Regions from separate parts of the Anas platyrhynchos genome. Here region 2 is linked to region 1. Evidence: chromatin contacts called from public Hi-C data. All regions are on one chromosome and are shown on one strand. Each heading gives the region's core, a stretch centred on a gene start, on an enhancer-like site or on the middle of the called end of the contact. The rest is flanking DNA. Distances are from core to core; before and after follow the strand shown. Region 1 has its middle 140 kb from the start of ZNF507. Region 2 has its middle 50 kb from the start of ZNF507.

What was found. Hi-C and Micro-C count contacts between places; a contact is called where the count stands out from the background.
Region 2: a contact with region 1 is called in a Hi-C map of small yellow follicle, with 4 times the contacts expected there. The contact joins two enhancer-like sites. A contact is called at or near these places in 2 of 8 Hi-C or Micro-C datasets (F1 follicle and small yellow follicle).

What each region holds. Positions count from the first base shown.
Region 1 is chr12:21,136,092-21,143,254 of IASCAAS_PekinDuck_T2T, forward strand. No RefSeq gene overlaps it. Among named protein-coding and RNA genes, the nearest start is that of ZNF507, 140 kb to the right of the region's middle. Within about 2 kb of position 3,615, at least 3 of the 8 cell types and tissues checked have an H3K27ac peak or open chromatin away from gene starts, as enhancers often do. A contact at or near this core is called in small yellow follicle, where this site is marked.
Region 2 is chr12:21,220,639-21,227,801 of IASCAAS_PekinDuck_T2T, forward strand. No RefSeq gene overlaps it. Among named protein-coding and RNA genes, the nearest start is that of ZNF507, 50 kb to the right of the region's middle. Within about 2 kb of position 3,998, at least 2 of the 8 cell types and tissues checked have an H3K27ac peak or open chromatin away from gene starts, as enhancers often do. A contact at or near this core is called in small yellow follicle, where this site is marked.

The DNA of each region.
Region 1 (7,163 bases), core at 2,365-4,864:
TCTTATCAGTAAACTTCACCTGACAAAGCACATAGTTTAGAGAGCAAAATGGAAGATTAAAAGATTAATGCTAAACTATATATCAGATTATTCCATGTAGATATTCTAGGCCTGGACACATCACCTTGTCACTGTACAACACTGGGTAAGGAAATTTCAGCAACCAAGTCTTGTACTACAAAGATTTTTCTTCCCATATTACTTCAAGTGAAACACTGCCAAAGAGAGATGCTCCTTGAAAGGTTCCAAAGAGTTCCTCAAGACTACTGAATGTCTTATTAAAGGTTCAGTAATCACCTAGGTAATCAAAAGCAAGATATTAGAAAGCATCTTGCCATCACTTGTGCAGATTCTAAATTTCTTGGGCAGAACATTGGATACATGAGCTTTGAAAACAGTAGTCCAAGAGCCAAGTCCCAAGACAATGCAAAAACACTATGCAGTTCTGATAGAACCTGTTGTAATTTGGCCAAAGTTCACATCTACAGCTTGTATGCATAACTAGATCACTAGAATAAGGATATCTGTTCTCTGGCATGGATACAAAGCCACTCTATTGCTTGAAATCCATGGACTTTGGAATATATCCTCAACGAACACTTTCAAAGTCACAAATTCATAAAAATAATGGTTTTAAGAAAAAATATTTTGTATTTTTATGTTAATTTATTTGCCTATCTTCTACTATGATGTTATAACTTTATTAAATCTGCTGTTATATAACGGTCTATCTGAACCACCAATTTATATACTTCAGTCTGATCCAAGAACTGGTCTGTATAGTGAGATGCCATAAACTGGTCATTATACTGAGTATTTTTGCTTTGCGTTGCCTGTGGATGGAAGGGTGAGCTGACTGACAGTTTTCAGTTTTCAAAACTGAAGGACACTAGGAGTGTGAATTATATTGTTTCATACAGAAGCAACAATAATTTTAAAAGCAGGTCACTAGTGTTCAGGTGTTCACTAGTCTTAATTTCAGTCATTTAAACAAAGTTATTCTACTAAAACTAGAATTTCCTGCATGTATTTCCATATCTAAGCATACTTTATTCTTACAAAAAAAAAAAAAAAACCAACCTCTCTATTAACAAAGCTAAGAAACAGAATTCCATCTTGAAGCCCAAATGCAAAAATATATACTCATTAGCCCACTGAGTGTTCCAATCATAGCTGAATATTTTACTTTCTAGAAGGACACATTTGGCCATTACTAACTTGGGATCATATCTAGCCATTTAGAACAAGGACAGTTTCTAAGACATGGTGAAAACACAGCAGACAGTATTACGAAACAAATACTTTAAAAAGCTCTTAGTATAAAACATCCTATAAATCCCACACATTCTCATACAAACATGTGAAAATAGCCCTGGCTCAAGGCTCTTTAAATTTTTCTAACCCAATGTTTTATAACCCTGTAAATTTTGCCTTTTATTTTAGATATCAGATAAATACATTGTATTTTTACTGTTATTTGCATTAAAAAAAAAAAAAAAGATCAAAAGTAGTTTATTAATACACCAAATGTAAAATTTGAACATTGCCCAAAAGCAACTGTAAGTTTCATTTTACCAATGTGCACATAGCATGTAGTGCAAATTAGGGTGGATTAACTTTTTTTTTTTTTTTTAATTCAGAGATCACGAAGCTTTGGAGTTCAAGACACCCTTATTTATAGCCTTTGTGGCAGCCTTAACCTGAAATGAAGAGACATTAAGGGCCTCTGAAGCTGACCTAAGTAAACTAACTCAGTATGTCTGATAAGAATTAAAGGTGAACATTTGCTAGAAACAAAAATAAATAAATAAAAATCTCATGTTTCTAATTTTATGCCAGCAGTTCATACAGTATGTATAATATTTAAACATGCTCTAATTCTTATGTGTCAAAACAATCATGTTCATTAATATTTCCATTGTGCCTGTACTACTTTTGGCATATGATTTTATAAGAAGCATTCCCTAGCTACTTCTCATCAAGGAAAGCAAGAGAAACGAGAATCAAAAATTACAACTATATCCAAATTACATATTGACACAATCAGTGCTTAACTAAACTTGTTTAGAGACTTGAAGAGGACCAAAAAAAATAAATAAATCCAGGAACCTTGTAAAATACTGCTGATCTTGGAAATCATTTTCCACCAGGGAGAGAATCCATTTGCCCTAAGAGAACTTTTTTCTTTCTCTCCCTGTTGAAAACATATTCCCCACCCCATCATAGTCATGGCAAAATGCAGTTTCTAATGTTTCAATAAAGTAAAGAGAAATTTTGTAAGCTTTTTGTTCTCTTTAAAGTAATTTCTCTGTACTCCCCAGTTATGTTAAAACATGATATTCAGATAGAAAAGACAATACAGTAAATCTGAGAAAGGAAAAAAATGCAGAGCACTTTGATGAGTGTTAGCTATTTTCTAAGGAATTTATCGGGCTTGCTTAAAACTTTTATAAACTAGCTGACAATACTTCTCTTCAGACTGGCTGCAGTTATTTGAGAGGTCTTAAATATCATTCATCTCTATAACCTCATTGGCAGTAAGCATTAAAATTAGGGAACGATGGTTGAAGTAAAATTGGAGTAAAATCTATATCATTTCAGCTACACTTGTGAACTGTCATTAGAACAAACCCATCGATACAGGATGCAAGTGAAAAGAGTTACCGTAGTCAAGGACCAAAGGCACTTTAAATTGTTGGGCTGTATTTTTTGAATGCCTTGGGGAAAAGAAGTTAAATCAATATGCAAAGTCCCTTGGCACTCCTAATGCAAAATCTCAGGAGCACTGGTATGAATTATTGAAACAATTGTTTTCAATGAAAAAGTGTATTCATTTACATACTGGATAAGAGCATGGGAACAACGCTATGCAATTGACTGCAAGTAGGAGAGCAAGAGATCTGAGAATTTTTGGGGGGAGCTTCTTTTTTTGGAAAGCTTCTACTCTGCTGGAAACATCTCTGCAGCCTAGAAAGAAACACACTCTGGAAAGCATACAAAACTTAGATAAGCTCCATGAAAGCACTGGATGATATGGGGCTTTTTTTTTTTTCCCTCCCTGCTGTTTTTCCTCCCCCTGGACTTCTAGTTGTTGCTTTTCAGAATCTGTGGAATAAAGCACCAACTACTCCCTGTCTTCAGCCCTTGACATTCAAATAGCTGAGCCAAAAACCTCAAAAGAATAGACAAAACTGCTGATAACATACAAACTTCTCAGTCCTGGCCTGACTCAGATTCCTAATGAAACTGACACAGGCGTGGCACAGGTTTATCTGATTCTCTGCCTCTCTACTGCATTCTTTGGTGGGAAGCCCTAGCAGCTGGTGTGTAAGGTACAGACTTCTGAGGCAGCTTAAGATGGAGGGTTACCAGGATGTTTTCTGTTTCTAGGAAGTTTTATACTCGCTCCTTCTTCCTAGGGGTTTTCAGTTGTTCTTTCTTTAATCTACAATGAAAATCATCTAGATGGAGGGCATTTTTTTTTTTTCTGTGTATTTAAAAAAAAAAAAAAAAAAAAAAAACAACAACAACAACAGAGGCACGACCTTCACTTGCGGGGGGTTGTTACACACATTCCAGGCAGCTCTGATCATATTTCACTACCCTGGAAGTGATTGTGATGTCCAGAACACTGAATTATGTCACTAATTAAGGAATCGGGCAGGAGGTAGCTGATTATAAGGGAGAGAGAATCTGTACTTACACAGAAGTATTTTCATAATCAGCGATGATAGAAAGGGAAATAAAGAAAAATTACCTTGTGCTTAATACAAGTGTTCTGGTATATTGTTTTTAGATATTGCTCTCTATATAGAAAATGCTATTTAGCTTCAGTGGCCAGCTAAAAGCAAATCACAGGTTTTAATAACCTTGTTTTGTATGAAGAAAAAAGACACAGAAGGGTTTTGTTTTGAGTAGCAAACTTTCATAATTTTAATTTCTCTCAAAGAACATATGAGAAAAATGCATGGTAAGTGCCATAATCCGTTTAAATTCTCTTTTTTTTTTTCATGTTGATTTTACCTGAAATGCAGTGTGCAGCATGCAGGAGCAAGAATACTATTTACTAGAGTATCAGAGATTAGCTCATTAATGGGTTCAAGCAACTGGCCATGCGTCAGCATAACATTAGAGGCTAACTGATTTCCCTCCTCTATAAGCCACTCACACAACTGAGCATTTGCAAATCATCTCAAGATACATGTCAGAGAGAGAGAGATGACAGTGTTAAAGAAACACATTTTTCATTTATTCTATTAGTAATACACACTACTGAATGTGTTATAGTGCAGATAATAAAAGAGACATATTTTTAAAGCAGTTTGGCAAGCCAGAACACACATTGCCTAGAATTCGTTGGTTTTTTTTTTCCTGTAAGACACTATTCAAGCAACATTTCACTGAACAACAACATAGGATTTGGTGAAATTATGGTTTTGCCAAATTCCCTGCATACTTGTATGTGGATTTTCAAAGAGGTATTTGATTTTTTTTCTTAGCCATATAAAAAGAAAAGAACTATAACAACAACCACAAAAAAATAAAAACCTTAGTTGATGTTAAGCAAAACAGCCAAAGATAGGCACGTGAGTAAATTCCTGACTAGATCAGAGCCTTAAAATGAGGAAATTACAGAGGTTATGCAAACCAGTCACTGATGTGCCTTCTTAACCCAAATGCCAGAAGGGTCACTGTGTAATATGCACAGATGCCAGGTAGAATTTGTAAATGGTCACTAGGTATACCTCACAAGTGCACAAAACATTCATGATTTGAAATATAGAGAAGTGGTTAGGTTACAGATGTAGTTTCCTGTCTCTCCCTGTATTTTTGCTTCAGTTAAAGGCAAGATTACTCTAAGACCGCTGCAGCAATCTTTCATTCCCATATGAATGAAAATATCACTTGTCAGCCATCCTTCAGAAAACTGAATTGCAAAATGACCCTAAAAACAATACTGACTGGCCCTTTATCAGTTGCTCACAGAAAAAGAAGTCCATGAGTGTAGCCTTCAAGAGGTGAAAGTAGGCAACATCAAAAACCATCAGGAACAAGCGTGGTGAAAGTAGGCAACATCAAAAACCATCAGGAACAAGCGTCTGAAATTTTAAGTACTTGGTTATTCTAGTAGCAAGAAACAAGCCAACAAAATTGGTACACTAACTAAGATAACAACCTCAGATGACACCAACACCACATCCCATAATGAGAGCGTAGAACAGCTCTGAATGTTAAATTTTAAACAAATCAATTCCAGCTGTTCTTACACCAAAATAAAATGGTTAACTAGTGTGTTATAAGTTGCCCCCTTAATTAATTTTCAGAGAGCATTGCATTAATAATAGAAAGGAATTTATTGAGTAAGCAACAGCAAGCAAAACAGCGCTGGGCGGCCAGGGAGTCTCGGCTCCACCAACGGCGAGCACCTCACCCCCCCCAGGGTCCCTTTTTATACCTTGGTAATTCCGGGATTACGCAGCGCATCCTGGTATATTCTGCGACTGGGCGCGCTGTTGCTAGGGGGTCGTCTCTGTCCCTCTGGTGGTCGTGAAGATGAAGGCCATAGTCTTCCTTGGCACTGTGGTTCAACTTCTTTTTTTTATTTGGTCATGTTGGACCAGCGTGAGATGGGAAGGCAGGATGTTGATACATTAGTTTAGCAACTTATCAGGAGATGGTTACATGAGGTTTGCAGCAGTGCCTTTAAACAAAAGAGGCAACTGAGATGCAGAAGGAGAGAAGGGGGGGGGTCTCTTTTTTGTTACATTAAGCAAAAGAATTTTCATAGTGTCTAGCCAAGCATTATACAGCTCCTTACTTCAGCAGGGAGTTTTCACAACTCCTGTTTCTCAAACAGAACTCCTTGTTTTTACAAAAGACAATGAACAAACATTTATTGTGTATTACAATCCCTCCTTTTTCTTTTAGTTACTCATTTTGTTCATTGAAGCTCTGCAATGCCTGGCTACTAAGAACTAATGTTTCCTCGATTCCTTCGTTGGTACTTATTGGCTCGTATCTGGCATGTATGAGCATTAAATGTGCCGCTTCTAAATGTCCCTTTACAATCGCAATCAATTTATTAAAAATACATGGTCCAAAAGTTAGTGCTATTATTAAGAACAACAAAGGTCCTGTTATTGTTGATAATAAAGTAGTAGGCCAAGGTGAACAATTAAACCAAGATTCATACCAGCTCTGTCGGGCTTCATTCTCCCATTTCCTTTTTTTTTTTTTTTTTTTTTTTTTTTTTTCCAACCCTTCCCTGGGTCTTGCCATTGTATCTCTTACCTCTCCGGTGTGATCAGCATACACACAGCATTCCTCTTTTGGGGCTGCACACAGCCCGTCCTGTTGTAAAAAAATACCAAATCTAATCCCCTATGATTTTGTAACACTACCTCTGAAAGCAACCTGATAGATTTTCCAGGGCCGAGATGGATTGTTCAATTTGGGTCAGGTCCTCGTCCACAGCAATGTGTAAGAAGCAAATTCTTGATTTTGTTTAACCAATGAGGCTACCCTGGTCCCCACTCCAGCTCCTCCCAGGATTATTAGGGTGGCCAAAGTTAGAGCCGTGAATGGTTCCCATCTTTCCAGATGATGCCTTGCCACTGTGTGCTGGGTATACATACAATCCTCAGGGTGGTATAGAATCCTTGGTATAATTATCACCTGTATACAAAAATCACAAGACGCATTAAAGAGTTTTAGTGATAGACAAGGAGTTACGCCCACTCACGAACAAACCCACCTAGCGTTGTTGGCTGGGATTAACCACTCAGCTGATTGTTTTCCATTCTCCGTGATATTGCATAGGTGACACTTCCCACTAGGAACTGTGCCCACACACCTACCACCTCCAGTGACTTCTGTTAGTGTTACCCTTATGTCTTTTCCCAACTGTAATGTAGAGGGCTGTTCTCGTTTGTGCGGGAAGGCTCCCCAGGATTCCCGATAGCATCATAATATGAAGGCCTTATACTAAAGCATAATCAACAGTGTTTTGTTACATTTGGGGTTGTTTTGTTTAATTATTGGTAGCTGGCATTCATGACCCCCCCATATGTTATTCTCAGCTATGTTACCATTCTCGGCTTTACCTGAGCTCGTAGGGCTGCCGAGGGTTGGAAGTGTAGTATTTTCCGCAGGCTGGATTCCCT
Region 2 (7,163 bases), core at 2,748-5,247, 85 kb after region 1:
ATAACAAATAAAGGTTCAAACAAATAAATGAGGGATACTACATTTAATGTAATTACATTTCATCCAAATTAAAATAAAGTTCCTGGATGAACTCATTTCACAAAAGCAGTTTTATCTATTTCAGATCAGCATACACTATTTACACATTCTATTAATGTATACTTTTAAACCTGAAACCATTTTGTCTGCAAATATTATACAAAATGTAATTCTTCAGTTAAATGATTTTGATGTTTATTCTCATGCTTAAATAAGCATGATTTACATTCTACCTTTTCTTTTCTTACTATATATATATTGTACATACAGAAGAATAAATGAGGTACAGTATTCCAAAATTGTTTAATGGTAAATGTAGCAAGTAGTAAATGTAGCAAAAATGTAGGTTTTGTTTGGTTTTTCCACAAAGCATAGTTCAGAAGTAAATGTTCCAGACATATGCAAAGTAATTTAATGAAATTTATATTCACAACTTACAGGATCTATTAAATATTTTTATTTATGTAGAAAGATATAAACAGCTATTTTGCCTTTTTTGTATTTTTGCATCATCTCAGCTAATGACTGATTGGAACAACTTCAGAACAGGCATGAGGAGTTTTTACTAGTATATGTGACTTCTCATATACTAGTAACTATACTTGCTAGCATATGTAATTTTACTAGTGTGGTGACTTCTACTATACCTCAGGAGAAGGTATATTTGAAAAAGTATACAATACTTCTTTATGTGTATCCACTCTAGAAAATCTGCTCCCTGTTTGGCTATTTCAGCTATATTTTCTAATATAGACTACCCACCTCCATTAGACTACTTACATAGGTGTGAAGTAGATGACTTTTTAACCCAAAAGCATCAAAAAACTCAGAATTTATGAATAATTTTGGCTAAATGATACAGAGACATATATGCAAAGTCTTTTCACCAACATATTTCAGAGATGAATTTCTTCCACCATAATTCAAGTTACTTTTAATAATGTATTCTTTTCAACTATGTAATTTTGTAAGATATTTAAAACATATTAAAGGTAGATTTTGCTTTCTGATATTTCCTTTTTTTTCCAGTAGTTCTAGTTCTTCTAAATTTAGCAGCAGTGTAACCTGTGTGAAATAAGAATGACATGATACCGATCTCTAATTCAGTATATGTCATTGTTTCTGTTAATAATACAATTCAGTTCTTACATGTAAAATACATAAAAGGTGCTCTATTTAATATCAGCTGCAATGCTTTTAGCTGCAAGGTTCCTGCCCACTTCATAAGTGTCATCATAAGAATACACAAATTTAAGAGCTGGAGCTCCGGTTCGAAGTGTTCAAGCAAGTGATTAAGTATACAAATAACCCTAAACCATTCATTAGCTTTAAGTATGCAACTTTTCCCAAATTTTTATTTAAGTAGTTTACTGAATCATGGCCAATAAGTTTATTATTGTTAGGTCAGAGGTGGACTAGGTGATCTTGGAGGTCTCTTCCAACCTAGATGATTCTCTGATTTGCAAGAGGTAGTTTGAGGAAGTTTGGAAAAATTTTACTTTAATCACTACGGTATGCATTTTTAGACCCATGTGCTTAAAATTAGTCTCAAAAATCAATAATTAGGTACCAAAATAGAGCTGTAAAATCATCAACTACATGGAACATGTTCATACTGTACATTACAGGCTCAGAAGAACTTAAGCTTTAGTTAAGCCTGCACTGAAATTGTTGAAGCATCAAGCCAAGGCCTTTGCTGTCTGTCCTCTAGGTATTTAAACCCATTAAACCAACACACCAGAGCAATTTGTATGAGTGGGCTAGTGTAAGAGTACTTCATCTCACAGTGCACTCCATTCATATGTTACTAGGTTCTTCTGAATTTCATGTTACCACTCTGCTGCCATACGCATCTGTTTCTGGACAACAGTATTTTTTTCTAACCTCACCAATCTCTTCACAAGCTTTCAGATACAGAAGCACAAATTCTCTCAAGGGTTTTACATTAAGTGTTAACAGTAGCTAGAATTTAGTAGTAAGGCAACTACCTTTGGCTATTCAAAAGATGAGGGGAATTTAAACTTCACTGACTGCTGTGACAGGTTGGTAGTAGCAAAAAGGGAGTTTCCAGTAATCATTAAAAAGATACAATACAATGTAATACTAAAATTCCCCTTCCTCCCTTAGCAAATACAATGAAATTTGCTCCCTCCTCCCATACCACTGGCCATGTAAATATTGCCCTTTTGAATCCCAGCTGTACTCTATTACCAAGACATTTAGCTGATGCAGGCTGAGCAGCAGGTGTGGCAAACAACAAGGTCCTTGTAATCCCATAGCATTAATCACTAGCAATAACCACACTGGTTTGCTATATAGCTCCAACTTCTCTGGTCACTGAAGAATAGATCTAATCTTTCTAATTCAGATATGAAGTGTAGAATTCATCTCATTTAAGTCTTGATTATTTTAGCATGAGATATCCAATCTCAGTTAATTAGACATACAGAGTAGTTGTGGGAGAACAGTTGACGGAAAAAGAATGACACGATTTAGACACCTGCTATAGGCACTCCTAGGCCATGGCTCCTTCCTTCTTATTCTCTCAACTGACTGTTTAGAGAACTGGCTCAGGTATTGGTGTCTGCTCTGTAAATACCTAAACCTAAGTGAGATTAATTTTGCTCTAAGTAGTGATGCTAGGGTGCTTTAACCCAGGTCACATTACAGTCTGAACTTTCTCTAAGATTCTTAATTGTTACCTGTAGGTAAAGATCTCATACAAAAGGTGATAAATTTGCAGTGAGTTACACTTTAGTGTTAAAGTATTAGCCATTTAATTTACACTATTTTATTAATGCTCGTCCAAACAAGTCCTGAACTCTAGCATAATAAATTCTCATTACTCCATGTTCACACTGTTATCTGGCCACCTCTGCCTACAGAATGGGATAACTCACTGCCCTTCCCAACTCCACTCAGCTCTTAACTGCCTTACTCATACATATCTCAGGTACAGTATCTGCTTAGTTTGCATTATATGCTGTATAGTCTACCCAAAGACATACCGTATGCAGTCATTAAAATAAATGCCACAAATGCTAATACCCAGACTACAATTTATATGGAGAAGAAAACATGCTAAACTAAAGGAAAAAAATATTGCAGGCTGTGAAGTGTAACAAAAAAGGCCCATGATGACAGTTTCACTGAAAAATAGCAGAGTGAGACATATTAAAATTGGTTTATTGTCTCCCTATTGACGCAATGTATGTAAAGCGCAAAATATAATCAAAGCTACCAGGTAGTATAAGCTTTGAAAAATAAGAAGCAAATCTATAGCTGATAATTAACAACTTTCTTCATTGTTGGCTACACAGGAAAAAGAAGTGTGTTTTTACTGCAGTTCTACTCTGTTTTACTTTGTTGTGCTACCAATATCACACAGACTGAACTCAATCTTAGAACAAAATAACCACTTGATCGTTTTCCAAAAACTCTGGTGAGTTGCAGTCAGAAAGTAATGGGTTTTGTATACTTATGTCATTTCTTTACTTATACGGAATTTGAACAGTGTGTATAATTGTAATGAATCATATGCTTTCAAGCTTCACTACAATATCAGGAAGAAAAGCTTCTTATCCAAGTCTGTTTTCCCAGTCCAAGTATATCTTATCCCCATGCAAACACAAAACTTTAAATACTACTTATCACACCTTCAACAGCAAAAAAATAAGGATTTGTAGCCTACTAATATGGCTTCAATATAACCTATTCAACAGTAATAACTCTAAAGTAAGCGTCTAAACCATCTTATTCTATGAAGTGAGTACTTCAAGCTCCAATGAAAACTATAAAACACTAATAGATAACAGAACTTACACCCAAATCCATTCAATACAACCTTTAAAATCTTTTGAGTAGTCTGCATAATATGTGAATGGTATCTACAGATATCCCATCTACTGATGAGGAATTATAAAACTGAATTCCAATACTGAGGTTTACCCCTAAGCCCTGGCTGTTCTCAGTGAAGAAATAATGACATACTGATATCTCTGGTACAAGATATTCTTGATCTACACTGAAGCCTACATAGTTTTGAGATTAGGAAAGAACAAAGTGTAAATAGAAATGGACCACAAAAATTCAACAAACGTAAAAATTTGCAAGTGTCTCACAGCTTAAAAAACAGTCATTGCATTCACATGGGACTTCTTGATAAGCTTTACCTGGAGCCACAAGGTACACATTACTTAAAAGCTGTTTCAATCTGGCAGTCTTTTAGTATTTAAACAAATATTGACTTTCATACTACAAAACTGGATGAGAACAGTGGATAATAAAACAGTGTTCTAACCAAATAATATTACAGTTGAGAATTTCTCGTCTTTATTCTGGATCTCATCTAAATGGAAATATTACCTTGTGGATCATGTCCCTTCTCATTTGCATCTTCATAAACCAAGCTCCTTCACATCCTTAATCCTGACTCATAACCAAAACCATTTAGAAGTATATCTATTTCCAGGGGTTTCCATCTGTCCTGCATGAGACTTCTTGAAGTACAGATAAATTCCACTGAATAACACTTTCCTTGGAAAGAAAAAGATTCCTCAGATGCAGCATATGTGGAATGTATGCATTTAGAGCAGCATATGGAAAAGCAATATTAAAAGCACGCCATGTGTGTTAAAACACATGATTTAGAAACAAACAAAAAATGAATGTGGAGGAAAACAGCACCATTAGACTATAACCTGCCTGCAGACAAACAGAAATCCATAGTGAAAGCTTAGGATTCAGGTACAGATGCAGTTGAATAAAGTATTCAGCATCAACTTGTTTCTAGCCAGGACTGTTTTCGAAGTGTGTTTCTTTCAGCAGGTCATCTGAATAAACCAGGTCTGAGATACATTCAAACGCCCTTGCCTCCATCAGTGGCCACTGAATGTCTCTTCCACACAGTACAGAAAGCACTGGCTAGTAAGGCTGCATCCCCAGCTTGACAGGCAGTGGATACACCAAGAGCTCGGCAGGAAGCAGAAGCTCCTGTCTGCTGTTTGCTGTGCACTCCTACTGCCTGCAGTAAAAGTAAATCTAGCATTTAATTCTCGGTGTGGATCTCAGTGTGGACAAATACCCTTACAGTATAGTCCATTATATATTATTCTGCAATGTTTGCAAAGCTCCAGATATGACCTTCAGTTCAAATCATCCTTTGTTAATTTTTGTCCTCTGTAAATGAACTTCACTTTGTTCTTCCAGCTGATTTGACAGGAAGAGCCCATAAATCTGTTATGTTGTTCAGGATTCTTTAGTGTCTTTTTCTAAGTTTTTTCCCCATCAACATACAATTTTCTAGCTCTCACATTAATAATGCATCTGATTTATTGTACAGTTTGTGGAAGTACTGAAGAGGAATCTCTCCCAAGCAATTTTAAATAAAGTATGTTTTCTCCTTTTTTAATTTTGATTTTAAAAAGACAGAAAAATAAATTAGTTATTTTTGCCTGAATTTTCTGAATATTGACAAAGAAGCATAATCAATAAGTATTCTCTGAAAATAACTTATAGAAGTTTTTCTGAGTTCATACCATATTGTCATGGACTCACATCTCACAAAGTACATAGAACTTCTTAGGCAGTAGGAAACAGAAAAGATGAGAAATAATTAAAAGACAGACAGACACACATGCACAACTGGCAATTATCCCAATAAATTCAAGTGTAATTACTTCACAAACAACCGTAAGAAGCTCTCATTCAAAATATGAATGATTTCATCTGGGCTATCCATTTTCCCCTAGGATGTTTATATTAGAAATAAATCTTAGGGACTATAGCAACAACTATTAATATCTGAAGTACAGTAATACCAGCCCACAAGTAAGTGTTCTAATTCTATTTTTTCTTTTGTATTTTAATGTCACAAATATATATATATATATATATATAAAATATATAAATTGCACATGCCATTTATTCAGCTTCATACTATGTTTATGGAGCCTATGCTGCTGTTGTGTTTTTTTGTGGTAATCCAGTCAGAGTTAGCATTCCAGATAGCAGTGTCTCCAAAGCTATATAAACCTTTACTGGCACAAAGAAATTGCAAAGTAGGAAAAGGCTTAAATGATTGTATGAATAAACCTAGAATATAAATGATGGTATAAAATCCTACTTGTTTCAGCACTTTTTTTTTTTTTTTTTTTTTTTTTTATAATACACTGTCACTATCATGTGGCAATTGCAAGAAGTCTACTCTTCAAAAACTAGCTCTTAACTGCTGCTCAAGACCTAAAAAATGTTTTTTTTTCCAGATGGCCTAATGATAATGGCTTTTCACAGATCAGCCACAAAAGTTGGTTGTTTTGTTCTCACTTCAGTGAAATAAAATGCCAGCAATGCCACAGTCAAGTTAACCTCAAAGAAAGCAGACACAATGAACACAGAATCAGGGGATTTGTCTAAACAGTGAATTGGGTAAAATGCTATATTCACTTCTGGGGCTGCTAAACCTCATCCGGAGAGGTGGCATAGGAAAGCTGAGGCTTCCTGTACTTCCTTTAGGAGTACAGACAAGTTGACACACACACACAAACTCACATTAATGGAAGCATAATTTTTGTTAACTGATCTTAAGGTCAGTGCCCAAGTCCGAGTTGCGCCCTGTGAAGCATGACACTAAGAGAAGTATCGTGGGGCTAATTACAGCTCAGTAACTCTGAGACCAGTCTGCAATGGTCCCCTGCTCAAGTTTAAGCCATGAGGGTATTTGCCTATGGAGCACCAGCTCAGGTGACAGCCACAGGAGTTCATACCAATGAAGGATTCTCTTCGATGTCAGAGATTCTGAACTTTAAACTCGAGTGCAGTTTGGTAACCACTTATCAATAACGGGATAATAGAACTCAAAAGGGCACAAGAGACAAGAAACAAGAGTAATCAGAAGTACAGAGTTGCAACTCACAGATTGCTGTTTTCCACAAACAAGGAGAGCATATTCGAGAAAATATAACACTACTTTTGCTCTGCTACTTCTGCTCCTTTCCTCTAAATCCATGAAGGTTTTTGGTCTGCTGTAGAACAGTTGTTCTTAGGACCACAAATTTAAAGGCAGGAGCAAGCACTAGAGTGCCATGTCCCATTTCAGGAAGTTTCAGCTAGCCACGCACATGCCA